Regions from separate parts of the Zea mays genome. Here region 1 is linked to region 2. A link is a contact called in public Hi-C data. All regions are on one chromosome and are shown on one strand. The core of a region is the stretch at or near the end of the contact, and the rest is flanking DNA. Distances in the headings are between cores, read along the strand shown.

What was found. Hi-C and Micro-C count contacts between places; a contact is called where the count stands out from the background.
Region 1: a Hi-C map of ear shows a contact between it and region 2, with 2.4 times the contacts expected there. The contact joins the enhancer-like site here to the promoter of LOC103636567 in region 2. A contact is called at or near these places in 2 of 25 Hi-C or Micro-C datasets (ear and tassel).

What each region holds. Positions count from the first base shown.
Region 1 is chr1:75,807,248-75,811,196 of Zm-B73-REFERENCE-NAM-5.0, forward strand. The region is part of intron 3 of LOC103636617; the gene reads left to right. Among protein-coding and RNA genes, the nearest start is that of LOC103636617, 13 kb to the left of the region's middle. Within about 2 kb of position 2,689, at least 4 of the 20 cell types and tissues checked have an H3K27ac peak or open chromatin away from gene starts, as enhancers often do. A contact at or near this core is called in ear, where this site is marked.
Region 2 is chr1:75,274,870-75,278,609 of Zm-B73-REFERENCE-NAM-5.0, forward strand. It overlaps LOC103636567 (chaperone protein ClpB2, chloroplastic-like), which reads left to right and starts at 2,354. Exons shown (of 10, transcript NM_001347043.1): 1 at 2,354-2,809; 2 at 3,105-3,323; 3 at 3,557-3,740. The coding sequence starts at 2,558.

The sequences.
Region 1 (3,949 bases), core at 1,439-3,938, 530 kb after region 2:
GCGCGCAGGGCTGGACACGGCCGCCAGGGGCGCGGCGAGCGCCGCCCGGTAGGAGAGAGGGAGAGGGTGGAAGGGGTCGGCGGCAACGGAGGAGGGAGGGGGCGGAGGCCGGGCGGCCATGGTGGAGGCGGCGGCTGTAGGGAGGTAGAGAGAAAACCTAAGGCTGTGATACCATGTGGGAGTGTATTGTGTACAGGAAAACCCTAGCTACAGGGATACAAATATAGAGAACCCTAATGGGCCAGGCCCATATGCATAAGCACTCTTAACAGTTTGTATTAGTGTTCTATTTTTATTAGAATACATCATAACACAACTGGTGTATAAGTGTAATTTGTTCTTTAGTGTGAAACCATAGGGCTGTTGCAATGATTGCAAGTCGCCTGATCGATCCCTGGGAACGACCAGGCAACTAATAGTGATTAGGCAACTAATTGTGATTAGGCGACTAATCACAATTAGGCGACTAATCACGATTAGGCGGCGACCAGGGCGACTAGTCGACCCCTGGTCGTCCTAGACTTTAGACTAGTAGTTATACTTAATAACTTATATAGGTATATACATATATAAATATACCTATATATACATTATATAAATTAGAATAAACAGCTAGAATAAACAAAATAGCAGTTTGCAAACACAAAAATAGGTACAAGTCACTACTCATCACTGGCTTAGGATTACAACAGCAACCATCCACTAGTTCGGCACTGGCAGAACTACATAGATGGGGGAGAAGGGGGGAGCAGGAGGAACCTTGAGATAACGAGCTCATCTCGTCAATGGTGTTGCAGTAGCCGCTGGTAGCTGGACTGGAGCAGGCTAGCAGCCAAGCAGGCTGAGGGGTGCAACCGGTATCTGGACTGGAACAGGCGAGCAGCCAAGCAGGCGGAGGGGCGCAACCGGTATCTGGACTGGAGCAGGCGAGCTGCCAAGCAGGCAGAGGGGCGCAGGCGCCATTGAATGGAGCAGGACAGCAGGGGGCACAGGTGAGCAGCTGCCGGTGATGGAGATCTAGGCATGGTTCTTAAAGCGGTAAAACTTTAAAACGTTATGAACCACCTTTTTAACATTTAAACGTTTAAACGAACGTTGAAACGTCTTTTCAGACATTACATAAAGTTTAAAATTTCAATTATAGAATGTGTTCATACATAAGTTAAGTACTTGAGTTCACAAAACAAAATGAAACAGATCAAGTTCAACCACACAAGTTACAACTTGTATATATGATCGGTAACCATAAACTCTTGGTGACTGAAAGTCTGAAACTAGGGAGGGCGTCACTGTCTGAACTGGAAGACTGAACCTGGAACTCTTGATGATTGAAAGTCTAAAACTAGGGAGGGTGGCACTTCACTGGCCTGGCAGCGCTGGACTGTTGGAGGATGGAGAGGGAGGAGGGGGCAGAGGAGAGGAGGGAGGCTGTCGGCACTGGACGCCTGGCAGCCCTATGTATTTTTTGGCCTGTGAAAGGCCCAATAGCACGTAGAACGTCCTGATCACGCCTAGAACATCCGAAAACGAGAAAACGACGTTTAAGCGACGTTTAAACGTGATAAACGGACGTGCTACGCGTTTTTGCTAAAACGACCGGACGTTCTAAACTCTAACCACGTTTTGTTGTTTAAACGACGCTTAAACGACGTTTAAGCGATGTTTTAATAACAATGGATCTAGGGCGCAGCCGCCGGTGCTGAAGATCTGGGGTGCAGCCGCCGGTGCTGGACGTCGGGCAAAAGAGAGGAGGCACATACCAGCATGGGTTTTGGCGGCTATGTATTGGCAGAGGAGAGGCCAGGCTAAAAGATCCTATAAATCGGGCGATTAGTCGCCCTAATCGACGACTAGTCGGATGACTAGGGCGACCAGTCTAATCGAGTCATCTAGCTAGTCGTGACCAACCCGACTAATCGCGATTAGTGGGACGACTTGAAATCATTGGGCTGTTGCCTAACATACCTGCTTTTAATACATCTGTAAACTGTCCAGTCCGGTTTTTTATGGTATAATCATGTAATTATGTCAATACATGATATGCTGCAAATTTAAAGGGTTTGCCCAGTGATTTAGGCAGTGGGTGCAGAAGTGTCATATAGAGTACAACACTAGCACCAAGTTAGCAGTCACTGAACAGTACCCTGGTTCATATTGAGAGAATAGGGATACGACCAAAACTAGTCAGGAACATAACTGACGTTAGCTAGGTAAGAACTCAGCAACAACAAAGCCTTTTAGTCCCAAGCACGTTGAGATAGTCTAGAGTTGAAACCCATTATAAACCACAAGTCAAGGTTCAAGCATATGGATAGCTGTTTTTATGCACTCCTATTCATTACTAAATCTTAAGTTATATTTCATCCTTTCAAGCTGTTAGACATGTTCAAACTATCTCCGCCGGTGTTGGATAAACTTTTCTTCACGGTGCTATCCCTAGTCTATCATGTATATCATTATTTCGGACATGATCACCAATGATTTCAAGTCGTCCGACTAATCGCGATTAGTCGGGCAAGTTGGTTTTGTTGATGCGACTAGGAAGTCTGACCCGATCTGCTCTGGTTGTTTGACTAATCGTCGACTGAGCGCGATTAGTTGTCCAATTTGGGTGGGGACAACTAGGATCTGTTTTTGCCGTGGACTCCTGGTTGTGGCCCAGTTTGGGTGGGAACGACCAATGGGCTGGTAATAGGGCCCATTAGTGTTAGGGTTTAGTAAAACCTGCTGCTACCCTCTGCCCATCTCCCTGTTCTACCAGCAGACTGTTTGATTCCGGCGGCTGCCCTCTCCTTGTTCCTCAACGGCGGATGCCCTCTCCTTGTTCTTCAATGGCGGCTGCCCTCTCTTTGTTCCTCAACGGTTGCAGCCTCCTTGGCAGCGGCCAGCAGCCTGCACAGCGGCAAGATGAGTACATTGTCTGAACTCTGAAGGTACCTTTCATCGCTGCACCACTCTGTGATCTGTTCCCCTCTGTTCATCTCTCTCTACATCACTGCACCTGCACAACCCTCAATTTCTTTCATTCTTTCATTCTTTGTGTTGGTGACTGGTATGACTGATGTTCTGAAATCTGAATTCTGATTTGTCCAGTTCTAGTATTCAATATTTAAATTTGCTATGTTTGGTATTGCCTCCTATATGCTATATTGCTATATATATTTATATATTTTTTAGATAATGGAAACATATTCCGACCTTGACCTCTAGAGAGGCTACGGCCAACGTTTACAACTGAAGGCAGCTTACTGCCTTGACAAAACACACGATTGCACCCAAGACCACCTATGACAAGACCAAAGGTACTACAACGTTAATCGCCAAGCAGCTCCCCATCCGAAATTGCGAAAAAACTTTAGTAGCACCATCTCCATCTTGCGACATGAAGATTTTATTAACTCTTGGTCCTCCATCTTAAGCTGTAGCTGTGCCCAGAAGCGACACCAATATGTTGCCCTGAAGGTTACCTGCAGACAAGATTTAGGAGAAGATTTATTGAAAGTCACATCATTCCTGCTTAACCAAATGGCCCAGCAAATTGCAGATGCTGCAGTTAGTAGTAAACGACGTGATTTGACTGATAGCACCCTTGCCCAGTCCCCAAACAAATCGTTTGCATCCCGAGGTGGTCTCAACCCTGTGCTTATCTGAACCAAACGCCAGATGAAAGACGCATAAGTACACCTGAAAAACAGGTGATTTATTGTCTCCAGTCTGCTACAAAAGCAACAGGTCTGATTACCAGGCCAATTCCTCCTGGCCAAGTTATCCTTTGTTAAAGTTACACCTCTTTTGAGGTACCACATAAAAACCTTTATTTTCAGAGGTATCTTAAGCTTCCAAAGGTCCTTGTTATCCCTAACCGCCCCATTGTTAAGAATTGCCTGATACAGGGACTGAACAGAGAACAACCCATTAGCAGTCAGGTCCCATCTGAATGAATCCCTGT
Region 2 (3,740 bases), core at 1,104-3,603:
GACCGTACTGACCAATAGACTCAAGCATGATTTCCCAACTTCTTGAATTAATGACATTGAATGGTATCCCATTCTCAATTAAGAAGTTAGCCACATGATCATCAACAATCTGTTTTGACTCTTTGTCCTTCTTTGTGAGATGATCAAGAGTAGTTTGAGAACACTTGGAGTTGTTCCTTTCTGCAACAACTTCCTCCGGTGTCTTACACAACATGGAACTAACCGACTTGCATTGCTTTTGGGTTTGTGGTTTAACTGGACCAGAAACCATGAATGACTTAATAGTAGATTGAGCTAATTTCCTCTTCACTTGTTTTCCTGTTGTGCCAGAACTTGGTACTTCTCTTGCATCACCATCTTCCTGATGTTCCTCACCCCCTTCTACATCCTCCTCTTCATTATCTAAAAAAACCATCTTATTTCTTGCATTCTTCTTCGAGTAGACTGCCATCTCCTTCCTAACCACTTCAGGCACTCTTGGGCACTTCCCTACATCACCAAACCCGCCAGCAATATGTTGCTTGAACCTTTTGATTCCTGCTGGTACAACTTTTTGGCAAAAAATACACTGAACCATCTCGTTCTTTGCAATGTCTGGCCAAAATCCATATTTTCACCCTGGGTCCGAAGATCAAGCCTTTCTCTTAGTATCCTTAGCCATCTCAGCCAATTCTGTGGGCAGCGCAGCAATTGCTTTATCCTTTATGGAAGAACCGACTGCAACATCAGATGAAGCCGATGCAACTGATTCACGCGTGGCTTGAACCGTGCCGGTGCCACTGCCATCGTTCTGGGCTTCGGGCAACACAGATTCTGGGAAGATAACTTGAACATTATTACGCCGCCTCCTAGTCTCATCTGTAGTGTGAAATTGTGAATAACAACTCAAGAGGTGTAGCACCAAATGAACAATTGAAGAACCAAAAGAACACATAGATTACCATCTGTAGAGGTGCTCATTTCGGTTAAGTTCAGAACAGACTAGTGAAGTGTGCACTGAAGTGAGCACTGAACTCTGAACAGACTAGTGAAGTGAGCACTGAACTCTGAACAGAGTTCAGAACAGATTGGTGCAGACAGTTGTCGGAGCAGAGCAGTGAGCAGAGGCGAGCGCCGAAGCTGAGTAGAGGCGAGCGCAACAGAGGGCAGAGGGTAGGGCCACCGGAGTTGAGCAGAGGCGAGCGCATCAGAGGGCAGGGCCACCGGAGCTGAGCAGACAGCAGAGGCGAGCGCAACAGAGGGCAGGGCCACCGGAGCTGAGGACCACCGGAGCAGAGGGCAGGGCCGCAGGGCAGCAATGGAGCAGAGTGTGAGAGGGGGCAGAGGCGACGACTTAGGGTTTCTATTGTGTGGCGGCTTAGGGTTTCTACTATGCGGCGGCACAGTGGCAGACAATAGAGCTTGTTTCTACTGTGGACTGGAGAGTGGAGACAGTGGGCCGCCAACCCATATAATGATATAACAGAGGACACTTTTTTTACAGGTCCAAACTTGGCACAAGCTAGTCGGACATGGCACCTAGTCGGCCGACTAATTGCGATTAGTTGCCAACTAGGACGATTAGTCGTCACCTAGTCGCCCTAATCGAGTCGTCCATGCTAATCGTGCTCTACCAGGCGATAAGGCCGACTAATCGCGATTAGTCAGACGACTTTAAAACCATGGTTCAAAAAATAGATTAATATAGGACGTTACTAGTGAGAGTGCAGTATAGAGCACATAATTTTTTAAATGATACTATAAAGAGCAAAAGAAATAGGGAAGAGAATTTATGTGTTGTTTGGTTCACGAAATGTAACATAAATAATAATGGTAATAATTCACACTCGAATACCGGTGGTAATAAGTTTGAATAAGTCGGTATTCATTTCTAGTGTGGTATCAATTACAGATAGACTTAAACAAATATAATTTAACGTTATTGGTTACCCATTATATTACCAATACGTGAACCAAACGATACCTTTAAAGTATCTTGCCGGAGAAAATTAAGTACGATCTTATTAAAATCTAACAAAGACTCTTTATTATTATATATACATTTAGAGAACATGAGCGAAAATAAACTAAGATACAATTTTAGTTTTTTTAATATTAGATATGGATTTTAGGATTTAGTAGATTAGATTAGATATATATGAAAAAGGGAATGCAGCAAGAGGCGGTGCGACTCCAAATCACCCACCCGAGCGCATAGACACAGATCCCGGCCGTCCAGCGCGAGATCCGACGGCGCCGCGCTCGCAGAGCACGCGCCCCACCCCTTCTATTCCGGTCCTTCCTTTCCCTATCGTCTTCCTCCCCTTCTCCACTCCACGGAAGTGCTCGTTGGCACCTGAACCTCCCAGAACCTCCTCCTCCGCTTGTCTCCACCCTCCACGCCGCCACCGATTTATACACGCTTCGTCCCGCCCCGCCGCGACCTTCTGTTCCATACCATGCCATACCATTTCTCCTGATAAACCATCCAATCCAGAGTTCCATTCCAGTCTGAATTGCTCCTCCTACCTTCTGATAAGCAATCACGATTGTGCCATCAACACTACAGCGCCCCACCATGGCCGCCGCGCCGCCTCTGTCCGCCGACGCACTTTCCTTCCTAACCTCCGCCCCCGCCGCGGCCGCGGCCGTGCCGACGCCGGTCGTAGCCGCGGCGTGGGGCGCGGCGAGGGCGGGTCATGTGAGGGGTAAGGCGGGACTAAGGACGACGGGAGGAGGAAGGGGCGGGGTACTGGCTCCGGTGGTCGGGAAGAGGCTCTGCCGGACGCCGCTCTCCGTTCGCTGCAACGCCACCAGCCGGGACGGCAGGGTAGGGACCCGTTTTCCTTGCCTTCATTTTCAGTCCGATTTTGCGCACTTCTTTTTCTTTGATTTCATTTTACAGAAATATACTGGCTTGTTCCGTTTTCAATTCCTAATGTCACGGTCGTTGTACATGTAATACAGCCATCGATGCATTTATTTATGTTCCATTTCTCATTAACGAAAAGTAGTTTTCATAGCATTTATACTACTGATACTCTTTTGATGAAGAGCCAGGAAATTGTATATTTTTTTCACACACACACATATTTCTCACTCGTCAGCACCTATCCCGCTGACAGATTACACAACAAGAGTTCACTGAGATGGCGTGGCAAGCAATTGTCTCATCCCCTGAGGTGGCGAAGGAGAGCAAGCACCAGATTGTGGAGACTGAGCATATGATGAAATCCCTGCTGGAGCAACGGAATGGCCTTGCCCGCCGCATTTTTTCTAAGGCAGGAGTTGATAATACAAGGCTTCTTGATGCCACGGAGAAGTTCATCCAGAGACAGCCTAAGGTGCTTCGTCCTCAACACACTCCGATTCTGTTGATATTCACATGCAGTTTGTCTTAGCAAGATTAATGCATCTTACTATGAACTCGGAATAATGATCAGAGAACTGGAAAAACATTTTTCCCACTTCAATAAACTCAACATTCTTCAATATCTTTCTATATATTGCTTTTCGTTGAAACAAAAAACAAGGAATTTCCATTCATAGTTGTCTTACGTTCTGTTTAATGATTCAGGTATTAGGTGAAGAACCTGGATCTATGTTGGGGCGTGACTTAGAAGCTCTGATACAAAGAGCCCGGGACTTCAAGAAAGAGTACGGCGATTCATATGTCTCAGTTGAGCATCTAGTCCTTGGCTTTGCTGAAGATAAGCGGTTTGGGAAACAGCTGTTCAAGGATTTTCAGATTACTGTGAAGA